2 separate regions of the Gossypium hirsutum genome follow, and region 2 is linked to region 1. A link is a contact called in public Hi-C data. All regions are on one chromosome and are shown on one strand. Each heading gives the region's core, a stretch centred on a gene start, on an enhancer-like site or on the middle of the called end of the contact. The rest is flanking DNA. Distances are from core to core; before and after follow the strand shown.

Region 1 (6,118 bases), core at 1,965-4,464:
ACCATATGCCTTATACATACAATTGCTGCTAAACTATGAGCTCAAAATGGAAGCCAGTCAACATCACCATCTTTCACATCGAACCAATCGTTGGGATAACACCGCAGTTAAACTAGCTAGTAGATTGCTTAATCAAAAATCAATGCAGCTTTGCACATAAATAATTTTTAAAAATCAGACATGGGACAAGGAAATAAAGTGCACTACTTGATAGTCATTTAAGAAAATTACCAACTACAAATGAAATACATACCGTATCTATCTTGAAATTCAGGCGTGTTCTGCAGGAATTCTAATCCTGGATGGGTCGCCAAAAGTTCTCGAAGAACAGGTTTGAAGTCAACCTGCATCCGAGTCCCAAATGATATTATGAAGAAAAGTATAAACCTCTGAAAAGATAACTTTAAGAGGAACAACTGCTAATTAAGACAATTTGTCCAAAACAAATGCAAAAAGAAAACCTGAGTGAGGTACTTGCAGCCTGGACGCTTAAGAATTTCAAATATTTGAGTTGCTATATCCATCGTCAGCATATTTCCATCAACCCAATACTTAATGAAAGCATCTCTGAAGTTAAATGATAAACTTGAGAATGTATAATAGAAGAGCTTATTTAAAGAAGAAGCAGTCAATGCCATCTACCAAGTGCTTTCAAACAGACCATGTTTAACCAATAGTGTAATTCACAGAACACATACCTGGTCACTATTCCAGTCCACTCTACATCTATTTTTCTAAAAAGTGCAGAAGAGAGGAAAGATGGTAGCTTGCAAACTTCCTTTGTCACTGCTTTAAACTCTGCATAACCAGAAAAGGACATTTGTTCCTTAGAAGTTTGAAGGGGAAATTTTCACAATTAACGACCAAAAGATAAGGATGTGTGGAAGGGAGAAACAAAAATAAAATGAAGACATAAAGATCAAATATATATCTCACCATCTATTTGCAATCCATTTAGAGGATTATTAAAAAGGTGATTAATTTGAGAAAGACATTGTTCTTTCAATTCCTTGGTTGGTGGACAACCATTTTGGAAATAAAACTACAAGAATTACAAGGCAAACAAATATGTAAGAAGTATTTTCAGAAATTTAGGTAGTAAAACCTAAAATAAACATTTCCAATCTAATAATGCATTAAATATAACAATATCTAAACCTCTGGAATGACTTTCATTATCAAACAGACCTGTGGAATGATTTCTTGCATTGGTTCACTAACTAATTTCAATGGAGAGCCAAGAGCAGAAGGGCTGGACTTCTGCTTTGACGTGCGAGGAGAACCAGATGAGCTTCTTGGAGAAAGTGGAGGTGCATTGCTACTTGGAAACATGGAAGACAACGAATGGCTCCCAACAGCATTTAGAGTAGAAAAGTTTGCAGAAGCGTTAACTATTGTCCCTGACTTTGCATCATCAATCAAAGATTTCACCTGTGCTCAAGTTAAAAAAGGGAGAAAACCAAGCTCATTGCATGAGAAAACATCCATACATTGATTGGGATGAATATTTTATAAATCTATCAACCAGAAACGAAAATTAATCTAAATGCAGAAAAGTTTCTAAATTAATCTAAATGCAGAAAAGTTTCTAACTTGTCATAGAGGTGTATTCTATCAAATTCAGACATTACGGAAGTATATATTATTCCTAGCATAGACAGTTACAAAATCGAACAATGAAATGTTACAGTTTTCAACGGTAAGTTAATGGGTTTTCTTAACCTATCATGAGAACTAATTAACATCTTATAGCAGATCAGAACCTATTGAAATAATCCTTTTAGTTTTCTGCATCCTAGATACCCCTAGAATCCTATGGAAATAATATATGAGGACTTCCATTTGGTAGCATAAAACCACCAAATAAGATACTCCATGACTATGAGTGGACCATCAAAGGTATTCGTTCTTGGCTGTAATAAATCTATGTTTGCACTTACTTGCTCGCCTCTGTTTACCTATTAAACCACAGTGATATTATCTCCTCATCCCGCACAGAGAATGATGCACAGAATGATAATGTATCAATATCATTCACCACCTTTTTAATGTTGAAGTTATATATGTCAGTTCATTGAGATAAGCAGTTTTTGTACCCACCCAATCCTCATAAATAAAGTCATTTTATTCATATGTATTTTATTAGGTGTGATGCCTTCGTGACCATCCATTCACTGAAACCTGCACTGATCATTGGTTCACTACACCAGTCGGCTTCAAAGACATCATCATTGTTATTAATTCGAATGAACTAAGGTAAACTAAATTTCAAATGACAACAATTCGCAGCATTGGACGTTTTATTCAACAATGGGCAGCCAACTAAAGTTGAAAACAAATTCTAATACCGAAGTAATTAAAAATTACTAACAAATCAATAGCAACTATAGTTTAGTTACAAAAGCAGTACCAGGTGGCCGGTCCCAGGAAGCGAAAGCCACTGAGAGAAAAAGTCCTCTACAAGTTGAGGACTGGCTTTTAGTGCAAATGGAGAAACATCAGGAAGCTGCAAAAGCTCAGGGTCCAAACAAGTAACATCCTCCACTGCATCAATATCCATCTTTATAGATAATGACATCTCGCCTACCTTATCAAACAGCACTAAATAAAAATAAACACCCTAAAACTTGTAACTCTTTCAAATTCTTCAAATGCAACAGCAAAAAGAAATCAACGCCACTTCGAAGATTTCTCTAACTGGGAAAAAGAACACGCTCCGAAATGATATGGTAAATTGACGATACCGTGGAACTAATTACAAAATCTTGCTCCAAAGAGTTAAGGAAAAAAGACGGTAAAATCCTTTTTTTCTTCAACGGAAGTAGAAACGTAACCGTTTAAAATACGCCGTTCTCCAAAACCCTAGCTGCCGGCGTTATGAATAAACTGAAATACCAAATCCTTCGAAGAGTCTCGAAAGAATTTAGCCTGTTTTACTTCCAAAAAGAGAAACTGATAAATTCTCGAGTACTTTCCGTTAACTTTCAGTGCGGAAAAAAAACTTAAAAATGCCAAGAAGATAATGAGATTTGACGTGAATTTGATTAAAAGGAGGGAATGGTTTTAAAAATTAAAAAGAAACGGAGAGAGGAAGAAAACAGGAGCAGAGAAATCAAAGTATTATTATTAGCATTTGATTTTATTACAGAGAGAGTGGACATAGGGGAAACTAAAAGGAATAGGAAGCTGCAGCGAAGAAGGATGAAAGATAAAAGATATAATTTTTTTTTCCTATTCCGAACTTAAACAGTAAAAAGCGAACAAAGCGCGTGGAGGTCAATTCATAGATACGGATGTTTATACGGTCTACATGGTTTCATCAACCCTCATTTAAAATAATATATACACATCAACTCCATTGATATAAATAATATTGAGGATATGTTAGTTTTGACAGCAACCTACTTAAGAAATTACGGGAATGTCTTTATGTAATTAAAATAAATAATATAATTTGAGGATGTTTTAATTTTTTTATTTTAAAAAATTAATAAAAATATACATATTATGATATTTGAATCCATGCTAATTGCATTAATATACCATTCAACTAAAACTTCATTTTAATATTTTTATATATTTTAATTTTATTAAGCTCAATCTATTACCTCAAGTAGTTATATCTATATTATTATTTAAACTCCTAATCGAGTTGGTGCCACGAGTTAATCGGATACAAATAGGTTAGAAAATTATATGAATGTCTTTTTGTAATTAAAATAAGTAATATTGTTCGATGATATTTTAGTATTTTCACTAAAAAAATCAATAAAAATATGCATATAATGGTATTCAAACTCACGTCGATTGCATCAATAAAACATTTAATTTACCATCAATTAAAACTTTATTTTAATACTATTATACATTTTTATTTTATTTATGTAGACTCTATTACCTCCATAAGTTACATTATTTATTGTATATTATTTTTAAACACATATTTGTGTTTTAATTTTATGGTTACATACACGTGTGATAGGTTTTTTAGTATTTTTTATTCCATAAATATAGTACAAATAAAAATTCCTAATAATTATAACTATTTGTACAAACTATAAAATATGATATATCGTAATCAATAAATAATCTTCCTAAATAATATATAATCAATATTATTATAATGGGGAGAGATCCACTTACACAGTGTAAAAATTAAAATAGTTTTACACACTTACATAATTATCTATATGATTAATAGTTTAATGATTCAACCGTTATATTTTATGGTAAGTTCATGTAGATTATGTTTGTCAGATTTGATGTAAATTTAAAACTTCTAGCTAGTTGTTTTATATAAAAAAAATTCAACCATTGATCATATATTAATATATAGAGTATTTTAGATCGATATGGTAGAGATATCGGATCGGTTCAAAATTTTACATGTAACAGCCCTTACCGTATTCGTAGCCGGAATAGGGTACAAGGCATTACCGGAGTTTACCGAATTAATTTTCTGTTATTACGAGTTAAATACTGTTCATTTACTAAAACATGTCATGACGTCCTTTATTTGGGCCTCCAAAGCCCAAAACATACTTCGGGACCAAACCAGAATTAAATCGAAATCATAGGGAATTTTTTGCAAAATCCCAAAGTTTTTTTTTAATTTATAAGCTCAATATAACCCCTTTATAAATATCTAACCTTCCTTGCAAATTTTAAAACCGAGACCAATCCAACCAACTAATTTGATACCAAATTATACTTCTATTATAATTATACCATTTAACATATTCATCATTATTTACTTTAATGCATATTCATTAAACAAGTCTTAGCATTTATATAATCATCAAACCTTATACATGCCATATAAATCAAAAAGGAAATTTACAAAAGCTACCGGAGATAATCTAGATAGTGTGATCTTCTGTGTTGATCCGATCCTCCATATACTTCCACGCCAATCTATAAGAGACATTGAATACATTCAAGTAAGCTTATAGAAGCTTAGTAAGTTCATAAGCATAAAACATAAATCTTACCAAATATTTATACAGTTATACAATATACACAATTATTAAGTTCATCTGTCAACCACAGTTATTGGTGAGTTCTTTTGTATAAACTCACTACCACTTATCCATTTCCTTTAATTCTTTTGGGCTCATTTGTCATATATCATTCTTAACCAAATTAGGGAACGATTACAGAAATTGAGTACTTCACTTCCACGTTGCCATAGTATAATTATGGTATTGCGTATGATCACTTATCACTTTTTGAAGTCATAGTCTTGCCACGGTCTTACACTGATCACATTTATCACTTGTCACTTGTCACTGATCACTTGTCACTAATCAGATAAGTGCAACTAAAGCTACCACTTATCACTTGTCATTTGTCACTGATTAGATAAGTGTAGCTGAGGCTACCACTATCACTTGTCACTGATCAGAAGTACTCAAATCTAACGTTCCGCTCAATTTGATCATTTATTCAATTTTCAGGTTGTTATTTTATTCTCTATTCATCAATAAAAATATCTTAGCATACATTATATAATTCATAAAATTAACATTTAATCATTAAATTTCAACCATATGAACTTACCTGGGTCGATTTGCAAAATTTGTGAAAGTTCAATGACTAATCAACTATTTTTTATTTTCCTCGACTTACTTCGGGTTCTCGATCTATCATTGTAAAATCATTCACTTATCAGTATTGACTTCATCTTCACTCTATTTCACATTCTTAATGCTTATAACCTGCTTATAAGTAATATTATCTATAATTTCATTATTTACTTATGTATATTCTAATGCTGTCCATCCGTGTCATAGTCACTAAATTATTTTTATCTTTAGCTATAGAACTCCAAATTAGGATCTGCTAATTTTCCCTGAAACTAGACTCACATATCTTCTTATCATAAAATTTTAAGAATTTTTGGTTTAGCCAATAAGTACAGTTTATTCTTTAAAGTCACCCCTGTTCTACTGTCTAACAATTCTGATCCTTCTTCACTAAAAATTAATTATCTCCTCGTACAGAATTCGGATGATGTCTATGTTTGTTTCTCTTGAAAATAGACTCATTAAGGATTTTAAACATATAAATTGAAGTCCCTAATTATTTTTATCCAATTTTTTATGATTTTCCAAAGTCA
Region 2 (6,118 bases), core at 1,179-3,678, 700 kb before region 1:
TTTCTGCTGCAGATTCAGACACATCTGACCAAGCAAGATGTGACCGCCGACTAGTAGGCTCGGGAATATGATCCCAATCTGAAGTACTCTGGGAAACCTTATTATAAGATGGTTGCACTCGAACAGATGAAACGGCTTGCTCCTTTGGAACACGCAACTGCACCTTTTTTAACACCAACTAACGTTGATTAACCAACCATAATCGTTTAAATTTCAACAAATAAAACACCATTAATCTGTAGTCTGGGTATCAGATAGGAAAAAGTGCGATCATACTCGACACTCATTTGATAACTCATGGCAAGTGTCCATAATTCCCCTCTGATAATTTATTATTTGTTCATGTCTGAACAGTTTACTTTTTTCATGAATGGGCATGTTTCAGTAATGCAAGACTGGATCTTGTATGCAACACACTTGAGTAGAATTCACTGAATTTTGGTTACATTAGGGACAAAGAAAGTATATACTCATTCAGATAAAATGATAGTAATTTAAGAAGTAAAGAATAGGCAACGAGAAACCTAAAAAAAGCAAGAGTCATAAACATACATAACTTGCATAATCAGCAATAGGGGAGTACTTACAATAGAGGCATATGTTTTCCTTGGAGGCTCCCCAACAGGTTCCTCCAAAGGGATAGCTGGGATTTCTTGCACAATGTCCACCAAATTGTGCTGTGAAGCGAGAGTTTCATCTGCAGGAGCCTCCTCCACCACAACTTCATCTTCAAAACCTTCCTCTTGTGGTTGCTCAGGGAGACTATATTTGTCAACAGGATCATCATCTATATGAACAGAGTTGACATATTCCCTGGCCTCTTCCTTCAAAACATAGTCAGAATCTGTAAAATTCAACATGTTAGGCCAAACCAAAAAAGAAAAAAACAAATAAAAATCGCTACCATCAGAATAGCACATAACAAAGACCAGCGGGAAGAAGAACTATTTCCCAGAGATTAACTTGTTATTGTTAAGTAAAGACCACAATAAGGTGTTGACTTCAGTGCCTCAAGTGGTAGGATTATAAGCAGGCAACTTAAGGTAACAATAAGCCACAAAGATATAATTATCCCTCAATTTTTGTATATAACATTAGCAATTGAGTATAAATATACTTAACTATTTCTACTATCTATGTTAGAACATCTAAACTAGTTAGAACTTAAGTCATCTACATTTTGCATGCGGATAATAAGTCCATAAAATGCTATAACTTGAAATAAAAACTTAAGATTAAATTAAGAAAAAAGTCTGCACACAGTACATTGTGGCTCTGCAACAGGGCTTGACAGATTTGGTTGAGCATCATGCTTGTTTTCTTTTAATGTGGAAGCTGGAAGTTGTGAAGTCACTCCATCATCAATAAACTGTAGGATATCACTAAGAACGAAGTAACCCTTCTCTTGAGGAGCGAGGAAAAAGGTTTGCACAAATTTCCTTCTACTACTGAAATCCTTGATTTTAACGGAACCAGAAACCATCACCAGAACACCTCCATTCCAAGAATCAAGAGAATTAATTGTCTTGATCTCGATTGCAGTAAAATTTAGTGACATTACCATGGCATGAATTTGCTGCAGAGAAAGATTAAAAAACAATAAATTATAAATTAATCAATAATGATGTAAAATAAAAGGATTGAGATAAGTTTATTCCTGAAAAGAGGAAGCTTGAAAATAAAGGAGAAGTTACCAGCATCGCCGAAGCAGAGTCAGAGGAATCTCCATCGACCCAAATCATGGTACTGTCATCTGAATAAAACTGATGAACTAGATCAGGCTGCTGTTGAAGTACCTGATAGTATTGTCCAACGAAGTATGAACCAACCTGAAATTTTTAAAAACAACAAAATCATTGATTAGTAAGATAATAAAAAAAATCCAAAGAGAAACATAAAACGTTTTCTTTTGAAGAAAAAAAGAATCACCTGAGCAGGTCCAGGGTAGGAAGTGGGAGCCATTGTGATGAGTTAGTTAAATGACCTCAAAACAAAACATGCAGTGAAGAGGATGTAGATCTAATCTAACCCCCTTACCCCCCACCAAATGTTATAATAAGTCTTGAAATCCTACAGGTGAAGTAGCCGAAGCCCTAGTGATTGTTTTCATAAATTATTTAATGATTTTTGCTAAGAGTTTAAATGACGGGGGAAAAGCAGTTGCCGATTTGTTTCCGTTTCAAAAAATAAATAAATACGGTAGAGTTTGAGTAAGATGAATTGATATATTGTTAAAAACCTTCGCAATTTGAAAACAGAGTCAAAAAATATGAATATCACAGCCGTCCGTTTAAACCCAGCCCTTTGTTTTTTCTAACCTAAATCATCGGCTATTAAACTATAACCGCGGCGTGTTACGCAAATATAAAAACCGGCTTTGATATGATTTTGCTCAAAAGAGAATGAAATGCATATGATGTTTTTTGTTTCAAACTATTTTCTTTTTCATTTTTTATATAATAATCACTTAACATTACAAAGATTGATTGAATCAACGAGCCCCGAGCTACTTCTTTTGGGCTCAAAATAATTTAAATAAATGCAAGGGATAGCCCATTTGTTGAGAAGATATTCTAACCAAAATTTGCACCTATTCTGGAAATTAAAAGTTCCTTCTTCGTGTTTACTTTTTCCAATTTGGTCACTTAAATAAGAAACCCAACTACAGATCACAGCATAATTTTACTAACATTTGTACAAACTTCACACAAAAAAAATCTAAAATTGGAAGTGAAAAAAAGGACACCACAATACTACTGTCAACTAAAACATATTAGTATTCTCAAAATCTAACCCCCGCTCGAAGACCCAAAAATGTCCACCTCCGCTTAACTGTTCCATGTTAGAAACAGTCCGCGATAAGCATAAGACCCAAATAAGGAAAAATTAGGGACACCAAAGAAACTGGATACTCAATAGTAAGGTCCACCATAATAAGCCTGAGGAGCTGCAGCAGCAGCAGCAGGAGGAGGTTGCTGCGCTGGGGTTAAAGTCGTGGCAGCAGTTGGTTGAGCATAACTTTGCTGAGGAAAGCTCTACACAAAATCAAAGCAAACATTAGCCCGAACTATCAAATTTCAACGTTGTTCAATCCAAAAACATTAAACTTCAGTACTGACTTACTACCCTAAGCTATTAAGCAGATGAAACGAGAGACAAGTTTCTTGTTACAAAATTCGGTAACATATGGGACTATTAAGGGCCAAGGATCATTCAAACCCTTTGTAATTATATACATGAATCTCAATATATATAAATATCTAAAATTCTCCCAACTGTTTGGTGTTGAGGAACATGAGGTCCAAGTTTCCAAAGTTCGGTGTAGCAAGTCAGCAACCAGGATGAAATTTTACAAGATTATCCATCGTTTTCTAATTTTATTTTTTATTTATCTTAATTTACAGAAGGTATAGTAACTAAAATAATATAACTTTTGACTTTCTTGTTATTTTTCCACTCTATCAAGAACAGGATAAAAAGAAAATTCCATTTTATTGGACTTCTACTTTTCCCACCAAGCACTTCAATGAAAGAAAAAGTATATAAATATATATATTCATCTTTTTACTTATTTCCTCCAATTTCCATCTTAATAAGTTTTGTTTTTTTTTCTTCTCCACATAACCAAGAAAAGCCTTAATGATCTTGGTGCACTAGAGTGATTTTTGTATCACTAGTCTTTGAAATTATAGTTTGAATCAGCTGTGAAAAGTATAGGGTTCAATTATAGAAAACTGAATACCTGCATTGGATATGTTGTAGTCGGGTAAGCACCATAACTGGCAATTTGTGGAACTGATGTGGGCACTTGTGGAGCTGCATAATTGCTACCATAACTGCTATATGCACCATATGCAGCCTACAAATTGAACAGGAACACAGTATGAAATCCATGAAACCATATAAACTCAACAAAGAATTAATTTCCACCGTAAATCACATGCTCACATTTCAGCTAGTTTTCCCTTCATAAGAGGGCAACATAATCCAAACATGTAATACCATGCATAACAAAGAAATAGGACTGACAAACTAAGCCTTTCACCTTTACATAGTCTGCCATATATGTATATATCATAAGGAGTCATTATCCTCTATTTAAGATCACACCATCAGCTCACTAATTTAAAAGAAAGGTAATAAGTTATACTTCCATCCGTTCCTCTCCTATTTACATGAATATCCATTAGATCACACTTTACCACCAGAGTATATCCTATTTCATGTCCAAACTAGTGTAAGTTTATTGCCATGTATGTTATCTTCTACATTATTCATCATGCCGTATTTCCTCATACACCCACACCTCCAATCCTAACATTCTCATCTCCTCATGAAATGTTGCTACTTATTTGCTGAGCATTTAAACTGCACAACATTACTGATCTAGCTAGCATCCTAAAAATGATCCATCAAGCTCCAGTGGAACTTATGATCACACAAATTGCAAATCCACTCCATTTCATCTACCGCTCTGAAATCCTATGTTTAACTCTTGCAACCAGTCAGTAATAAGTGCAAGCCAAAGATCATCACAGCCATAGAAGTAAATCTAGAATGACATGAAAAAAGATGCCAACCTCAATACTTTAGCATACACCAAGGACGAGTTCAGAAAAACTGAGACGCAAGATATTTTCCAGTAAGTTATTATGAACATGGCATTATATTGATCAAGACAAGGTAGCCTTCTTAAACTTTTAATGGAATACGAAGTGCTTGAAATAGCAGATACAAACTAAAGGCACCCAGTTATACAAGTCTAAACCATCACCAAATAAAATGGTACCAGTTAACAGTATCTCCTGATATCAATCATACTCAGAGGCTGGGATAGTATGAAAATAAGACGAGGATATTCCAGTTACAATGAAAAGTTATATCTGGAAGTGCAATCTACCTGTTGGCTGTAGCCAGAAGTCCATGGTTGTGCCTGTGCCTGTGCCTGTGTAGTAGGGGGCCAAGTTTGAGGCTGTGCCCCATAACCAGCTGGCCACTGGTTTTGTGCATTTGGATAGGCACCCATCAAAGACTGGCCAGGTGAAGGGCACCAGAGTAAGATTTCACAAGCTTTGTCTTATCTGAAGATAAAAATTCTTCAGCATGACGTTTTCTTAATTCCAACATGGGCCTATGAGGTAAAAATAGCTTAGCATGCCGATCTTCTGCCTCTTTAATGGACTGTACATCGTCAAAGAGACTCAAGAACTGCAAAATCACTTTTTCAATAGTAAGCTACCAGTAAAACTTTCTTAGAATATTTAAGAATTCCAAACAGCATTCAACATAAGAAAATTTTCAAACTTGAGATATTTCAACAGCATTCGACGACTATATCTTCAAACTACCATTGTCAAAGGCACTAGGTGCACTCTCTAAGTCTGCTGTATGGCCCAAGGCACAAGACACAAAATAAAAGCACTCGCCAGAGTAAAATAAGGCGCATGCATATAAAAATATATATGTAAAATATAAATGAAATTTTATGTAATATATAATAAATAGTTACTTTAGATAAATTTTAATATAATTTGTTTTATAAACTCAAATTGTTGTTCAAGTCTAACAATTCACTTACTAATCTATTTCAAAATAAAACAAAGTTTGAAATGAGAAGTCATCATTAGACATTAGCTCGCTACTTCCCTGGCTAATCTGTTACAAAAATCAGTTAAAAATTACACATGGAGAAAATGAATTAAAAAGAAAACAAATAGTAGAATAGATAAAGAATAGAGGAAAAAAATACATGTTCACTTTTGATTGGCAATATCTATATTTGGTTCTGAAGGACTTTAATGTTTGAAGGATGTTGAAGCTTAAGAGTTTTGATGATTTAACAAAGTTTTAACGTAATTAAATTGTAGTAAGTTTATACTTAATAAAATTAGAATATGTTTTAAGTTTTAAAATAAATAGTAAGAAAAGTCAGCTTCACCACTTCAGTGAAGGAAATAATGGACGGTATCTGAGTTGAAGAAAAAAAGAAACTAAAAAACTAAAAAGTTAGCTGCAGCACTTCATTGGTGTTAAAAGAAACTGATAGCAAGGTTATGATTATCAGCAATTTCCATTTCACAGCCAAACCCAAACCTCCACACGTGACTCACTATTTAAT

Evidence for each region. A called contact is a pair of places that touch in the nucleus more often than the background predicts.
Region 2: a contact with region 1 is called in a Hi-C map of leaf, with 3 times the contacts expected there. The contact joins the promoter of LOC121232327 here to the promoter of LOC107952888 in region 1. A contact is called at or near these places in 2 of 34 Hi-C or Micro-C datasets (both in leaf).

The regions. Positions count from the first base shown.
Region 1 is chrA07:40,610,350-40,616,467 of Gossypium_hirsutum_v2.1, reverse strand. LOC107952888 (serine/threonine protein phosphatase 2A regulatory subunit B''alpha) reads right to left here and starts at 3,214. Exons shown (of 14, transcript XR_001698979.2): 1 at 2,411-3,214; 2 at 1,189-1,431; 3 at 937-1,042; 4 at 699-798; 5 at 462-567; 6 at 254-344.
Region 2 is chrA07:41,306,981-41,313,098 of Gossypium_hirsutum_v2.1, reverse strand. It overlaps LOC121232327 (nuclear transport factor 2), which reads right to left and starts at 2,428. Exons shown (of 9, transcript XM_041118081.1): 1 at 1,930-2,428; 2 at 1,695-1,829; 3 at 1,267-1,576; 4 at 588-844; 5 at 1-157. The coding sequence starts at 1,962. It overlaps LOC107952728 (pre-mRNA-processing factor 39), which reads right to left. Exons shown (of 18, transcript XM_041118079.1): 15 at 5,047-5,208; 16 at 4,901-5,044; 17 at 3,743-3,859; 18 at 2,597-3,035. The coding sequence ends at 2,913.